Regions from separate parts of the Danio rerio genome. Here region 2 is linked to region 1. Evidence: chromatin contacts called from public Hi-C data. All regions are on one chromosome and are shown on one strand. Each heading gives the region's core, a stretch centred on a gene start, on an enhancer-like site or on the middle of the called end of the contact. The rest is flanking DNA. Distances are from core to core; before and after follow the strand shown.

Evidence for each region. A called contact is a pair of places that touch in the nucleus more often than the background predicts.
Region 2: a contact with region 1 is called in a Hi-C map of hematopoietic stem cells, with 2.9 times the contacts expected there. The contact joins the promoter of erlin1 here to the promoter of echs1 in region 1. A contact is called at or near these places in 3 of 18 Hi-C or Micro-C datasets (caudal fin, hematopoietic stem cells and an unstated tissue).

The regions. Positions count from the first base shown.
Region 1 is chr13:27,793,243-27,796,886 of GRCz12tu, reverse strand. echs1 (enoyl CoA hydratase, short chain, 1, mitochondrial) reads right to left here and starts at 1,700. Exons shown (of 8, transcript NM_001004529.2): 1 at 1,610-1,700; 2 at 246-443; 3 at 37-164. The coding sequence starts at 1,700.
Region 2 is chr13:27,931,323-27,934,817 of GRCz12tu, reverse strand. It overlaps erlin1 (ER lipid raft associated 1), which reads left to right and starts at 1,328. Exons shown (of 12, transcript NM_001014303.1): 1 at 1,328-1,412; 2 at 2,291-2,418. The coding sequence starts at 2,312. cfap43 (cilia and flagella associated protein 43) reads right to left here and starts at 836. Exons shown (of 38, transcript XM_692047.6): 1 at 771-836; 2 at 244-497. The coding sequence starts at 811.

The sequences.
Region 1 (3,644 bases), core at 451-2,950:
GTCTTTTAGGTGAATGCATTAAAAACATTTACCCACCGCAAACCCATTGACCGCAGCAATAACAGGCTTCTTGACTGTTGATACCCTGTTCCAATGTGCCAAGAAGTTTCCACCATAACACTCTTGGAAGGTTCGATTCTGCATCTCTTTAATGTCAGCACCAGCTATCAAAGCAGATAAAACACACAACAACAGTTTCAAATCAGTTCAATACAACACAACTGCCTTCACCTACAGTTTCACACCTGCAAAGGCTTTTTCACTCCCGGTGACGACGATTGCTCCCACTTCACTGTCCATCTCAAATGCATCGAGCGCTTTGCCCACCTCCAGCATGAGTCCATCACAAAGAGCATTCAGGGCCTTTGGTCTGTTCAGCTGGATGAAGCCAACATTCTTCTTTTCACCCTTTTTGTCCACCAGAATGTACTCATACTGGACACCTGCAAAAGACATGAAGGTAAGGGTCAAAGTAACTCACACTGGCTCCATATGATTTTTAATAAATGATTATAAAAAATACATGATCTCAGCATTGCTGACTCAGCTTTTAATTCTGGAGATATCCCTAATAATCTCATTAAGACAGGGGTCACCAACATGGTGCCCCTGAGGATCACATGAGTTGCCCGTGGGCCTGTTATAAAATTAGCTTACCATAGCACCACATACCAGTAAGCTGCATCTAATACTTTTTGTAGCTATTCTTTTTAAATCACACTTGCATTGATTGATATTTATCTGTTTCCAATCATTGTTGACAACTATTGTGATAAATCATTAACATGATTATTAATAACATATAATTAAAAGTAAATTGAGCAAATTTGTTATTAGGAAGTGTGTATCAAACTGGTAGCCCTTCACATTAAACGATACCCAAGAAGTAGCTCTCAGTTTATAAAATGTTGGTGACCCCTGCATTAAGAGTATACATATATCTCTATAATTTCAAATTTAAGTTTGAAATAAGTGTTTCAAATGAAACAGAAGCATACATGAAGCTACTACAATGCAAAATGCCTTTTTTATTTATGTTGATCAAAGATTATGAGCGTTCTTCAAATTTTAAGTAAACTCTCCATCTATTTGCATTGGTTGTTACAATTTATTATCGCTCCTGAGTGAAAACTGTTCAGAGTCTGACTCTGACACTAATTTTATTTCTTCATATAAAGCTAATTGTTCCTTATAACTCTCAACATTGAGGTACATTTGGTTTCATATTCGCACATTCGTTCAGTGACAGCTCCTTATATGTTGTTTACCACAGTATTTTGAATATTCTGACTAAATTAACATGCAAGTATGACTTCAAAACATTAGCACTATTTGATTGACTGTGAACAGTGGTGTACTTTGATAGTCAGTGGCTGCTTATATTATTTCACAACTTAGAATTGAATACTTTTCTGAAATTATATTATAAAAGAAGAAAGTCTAAATGTGTGAAAGTAAGACCAACTTTACCTCAATAATACTCTCAAACACATTCAGCAGTAACGTAACAAAAAACCAGAGCAGACAAATGACGCAAGTTTCCATTCACAACAAAACTCCAGATCCTGAAAACGAAGCGATAATTTTTATCTACACATGATTAAATTACCTGAACTGGATTGCCTTGTCGCTGCTAAAGCAGAGGGCAGCAGTTTGCTGTGTTTGAGAAGTAACCCTGTTGATCTGCAGAGCAGCGCCATGGTTGTGTACAGGGTCAAGGGTAGCGCTGCTGAAGTCGCGCTGGTTGGCTGTCAACAGTGACGTCGGCATAGTCAGGATGCCAGGTAGTGTAACAAAATCCCTCCTTTCTGACAACCGCTTACAGTTCTAATCAAGCTGCTAGAACGAGGCGAGTAATTATTTAATCGTATTAACTTTGTATTTTCACAACTATCCACACCCAAACCTGCAAAACAGTCACTGCCAATGACATAAATGACCTTTTATGCGTTCATTTTAGCCAATGGTGTATGCAATGGTCTATTAGTATTGTTACTTGTTATTGAATTATAGTTATTATTAAAGCACACACATACTATTTCATATTCTATTTGTTTTTATTAATTAATATTTTCAGATAAATATATATTATTTTATTTTACATTATATTGTAAAGAATTTGCACTATTATAATAATGTGGGGTTCTTTCTGTCAACTGTTATAAAACTATTTTTGGTAAAGGGGATACTATAGATACATTTATTTAAAATACAGCTCTCTTTATACATTAAAATATACATTGCAAGTTTCAGCTTTCTTACTTATAGGTAACTGAAGTTTTTTCACACTATAAAACTATAATCAGTTAATAAATATAAGCGTTATTTTATATCCGAGAAAACAGCAGCTTCCCCGTTCAGTTGTGTCTGTTTATAGCGCACTGATGACCAGATTAAAGATGGCGGCCGCGTTGACGTATCAGAGCAACACCGAAGCAGACCACGAGGCGTCTAGCTATTTATTACATATATATGATTTAGCCTATATTTTGAGACACTAAAGTTGAGACTACATTGCTCTCTGGTGGCCTTAACTGAACTATATATTTTTCAGAGATTACATACATGTTAGATACAGATTATATATGTCTGAAAAATAAGACACACATGCATAAAATAGAATATAAACATACAAAAGTTAATCAAACTAAGAATTAAAGTTGCTATTATTTACTCAAAAGATAATATAATCAAAAGATAGTGTTACAGGGACCCACATACTTAAAATTATTAGTATTATTATTATATTCTACAGTGCTTCACGAAAATTGCGCACTGCACCTTTAAGATAATTGAATAAGGCGGCGTATTGGCGTTGCTGTGGTTACCATATTCAGTGGCGTTCTAAAAAAGAATGTGTTCGAAAAACCGTCGATGACGTTGAGAAACTGGTGTGACCTGCATTAAGTTTCTGGCCATCGCTGACATTGGACGGTATGTAAAGATCTTTCTAAAATGTAATTTAGGTTATTATATTTGGTTGTTTCGATGTGCTTTTGGTGCAGGACACTAAATATTTTAGTATTTCTCTCTGTCATATCGTTTCAGAATATTTTATTAGTTTTTCCACATATTTTTTCGGTTAGACTGTAGATTGTAATGAATGTTGGTTGGAATTGGAGATTGCTGTATTGTTGAATTTTATATTTATTTTCAATATATTTATTTGATTTTGAAAAAATATATGTAAATAAATTTTAAAAATGTAGTTTATGCTGTCTGCCTGTTCAACATTTGCAGATTTTCATTGTCATTTGTTCTATTGACAGTGTTACTAATTATTGTAATGCATTAATCTATTCTAAGTTTATATATTGTCCTCTTGTAGAGTATTTACTTAAAGCTGCGAAATATTATTTGTTAGTATCAGAACAGAATCAGACTGGAGACAATGATAGATAAAACTTCAAAAGAGTGGTATTAAGATAAATGAAGGACTTGATATCTTTCTATTGTATTTTACAGATTGGAATGGACCACATGGAGAAAAAGGGAATCACACATCTCAGCAACAACTGGAAATTGATAGTCAGGAATTTCTTTTAAAAAACAAGATGGACAGATGCATTGATGGACGCCCTTCCAAGATGAAAGAGGTGGTGTTTGGTATAAATAAGTGGTTCTCAAACTTTTTCAACTCAGAA
Region 2 (3,495 bases), core at 79-2,578, 140 kb before region 1:
ATGCTAAATGTCCTAAATATTTATGTATTTTTATGTTTTTAATAAACTACATTCGTTGGGTAGTGCCTTAATTTTAAATTGATTTAGTTACTTTAATCTGTAATAATTACTTTTTTTTTTACAGTGTTTCTCAAAACTTTTCCACTAACCCCCAGTACACACATCTGCTCCTCCCAAGTGTCCCTGCCCTGGACCCCAGTTTGACAACCCCTGTGCTAAAGCTGTAACTAAGCATTGACTGACCTTTTAGTTCACTTGTCAGCTCAAGCTCTGGATATTTGTAGATAAAGATGGAAGGCTTGAGTCCGAGATCAGAGAAAGCAATACACCTACGTTGCCCACTGGCTGTAAATGCTCCAATACCAGAGCCGGGACTCTGCAGCGTCTTCCTCTCTTTAGTTTCCACATTGAGGAAAACGATGAAGTTTCCGCAGGTGTAGCAAACTGTTTTCTTGTCGACAAACCTAAATGTGCCATTGGTGAATCCTTGCACCCATCTTGAAGATAATAATCAACATTAAAACAGCATTTCTGTATTTTTGTATGCCATATTGCCCTTGCAACGAATACTACAATATTTGTAACATATTTTGAGATTGGATTAAAGTTAGCACGTTGAAGACGCATTTTACCATTAGTGCTAGGTAGAGCGTTAGCATAGATAATCCTGTTTTACAGACTGGATACCTTCACAAGCTACAATTTATTTAACAGTTACGTAAATTAATCAAAGATTATCCACGCTTTTTAATCAATGGACTGTAACTCACTGAACTTCGAAGTTTCGCAGCACATCCATTTCAGCCACCATCTGTGCTTGCGTCCGTTTCCTTAGCAACCAACACCACATAACGTTAGACTTTTAACCATAGCTTTTAACACATTATTATTATTATTATTATTATTATTATTATTATTATTATTATTATTATTAAACTACTAATATATATATTATATGTTTTAAAAATTATAATGATTAACGAAATATAATATAAATTATATTGTATAACTTGACTACAGAGTTTATAGATTCAAGCTTTCGCTATTAAAATTATTACTGATTATTTTTACTGTCCGTGGATTAAAAATACCCATATAATTTATATAATAAATAGGCTATTGTAATAATCTTTTATTGTTACTAGGTAATAAAAATAACAGCCATTTCAGTAGTAGTACTACTACTACTACCAGTACTACTTCTACTATAAATAATAATAATCATCATCATCAATATTATCATTACTTTTTTGTTTGTTTGTTTCTATGTTTTTCGTTTTATCCCAGATGGCGACTTTTATTTTGAAAGGTTGTTTGGGCAGATTTTGAAAGGGAATCTGTATCGGATTCACAAAGCGTTTCAGTGGGAACCTTCCAACCTACAATGTTGGGCACAGCGTCGTGAGTAAAAAGTAATGTCTTGCAAAAGTGAAGGGACGGCGTTGTCCGTCAACTGAACGAATGGTCTGTAAATGCTTCCTGCGGCTGCTGCTAGCTCCTCGTATATGTCGTTTAACTTGACAGAAGCTCGTTTTGCCACAAGGTTTGCTTTGCATTTCATATAATTAGCCTAGTTAGCGAGCCGCGGGCGTTGGTTAGCGTGAATTGAGTCGTGTGTGCGTGGTGCTGTGGCGTCTACAATGTGTGGATTACGTGACTAGATTAATGTACCAGTCTTCTTACAGATTAATCTCACTCATGTCAGAATTTGCAGTGTAATGTACAGTAATACAGGCGAGTCATGATTTCATTTTGAGGAAGTAAGAGCTAGCCTACATAGCCTGGACAGGGAATGGGCAGGCTGTGTTTTAATAGGCTACTAAGAAAGCTTAATAGGCGTCTTAAAATAAAAAGCTGCACTTCTTCACTTGCTGCCTATGTAGAAGGCTTACTGGGTGTTAAAGCACAGCCAAACCGCCTGCTCGCTGACAGTCTGTCGTTTCCCTAAAATAGCAGTGTGTGTCTTGTGTAGCTTTCACTAATGCATGCACCCTGTTGCCATAAGAATGCAGTTATTTGCATATGTTTGTATTGTGCATTTGCATTTTCGTATAACTTCCGTGTGTGGGGGCTGTGGGTGGGTCTGTTGGACTTTGAAAACCTGTTATCTCGGTTTGCCTAGAGATTATTTATTTGTGTGTGGATGGAGGTTATGCAGCACAGGCTGATCTGATTATATGTTTGCAATCAGGGCACTAGTTTGTGTTATAAGCTGATCTTTTGTCACCTAAATTGATTGTTTATCCATATCCAGAGGATCAGCTTAACATTCCCCTTTGTCTCCGTGCAGGTGAGTGCAGACTGAGGGATAATGGCACATGTTGGGGCAGTTGTTGCTGCTATGGCCGGTCTAATGGCCATTCTGCTTCATTCTTCCATACACAAGATCGAGGAAGGACATTTAGCTGTGTATTACAGGTGAGTTTGAGGAAGTTGGATTGCAGATGCATTGATATTTTTTTTCTGCCGATGTTATTAATTTGTAAAACACTTATAAAAGGCTAAAGACAATATTGTGTGCTTTTCACTGAAATCATAGCGTACCTAAAAATGAACATTCTGTCATTTACTCAACCTCATATTGTCTCAAAACCTGTTCGGCTGACATTTTTTCCATGTGGAACATTTTTTTTATTTTATTTTATTTTTTTTAGAAATTCAAACAGCGACTTACAATTTTGATCCAACAAACATTCTCACAATAAGTGACAATAAAACCTGCAATATACAAACAATACTTACAGAAATATCCTGATAAAAGATTAATACAATAATAACAAAATAAAACTATTTTTACAAAAAAGGAAACTAAAATTGAATAGGAAAAATATTAATAAATAAATATTACAAAAAAAAACAATAATGTTCTGTTTTTATGTAAATTACTCTAATCCTCTTCAAATGAACTATTTCTTGCAAAAATTATGTATTTAAAATAAAGTTGCCAGATTTTATAGAATTAGTCTTCTTTCTTTTTAAGGAGAGTCTGATTTTCTCCAGTTACAAATGTTATTTCATTACAACCGTCATTAGATGTATATATGTAAAGCAGCTTTCTGTTTCCAGTTTAATGATATTGACCTTGCTAGTAGACAGACAAATGGAACTATTTTGTTCTGTCTTGTTTTTAGCTATCTAGAAATCAGAAATTTCTAGAACTGCGATACAGGGATCTGGATCTATTGGATTTTGACCTATTTTTGAGATTGTTAGAAAAATATTTTCCCAGTTAGATGATAATTTTGGGCAGCTCCAGAACATGAGCCAGGGATGCCGGTTCTAGCTCACACCGATTAGATGCAGGGTCCACTTCTGAAAATGTCTTACTAGTTTTTTTTTTTTTTGTTCGGATCAATGTGGGGACATAATATTTTGACGTGTTTTCGTGTATGTGTGTAGTGTGTATATGCGTGTGCTGGATTATGAAGACACCAAATTGTAAAATGACATGGGTAAGGTGGTTTATAAAGACACCCCTTGTGCCCAAATAATTCA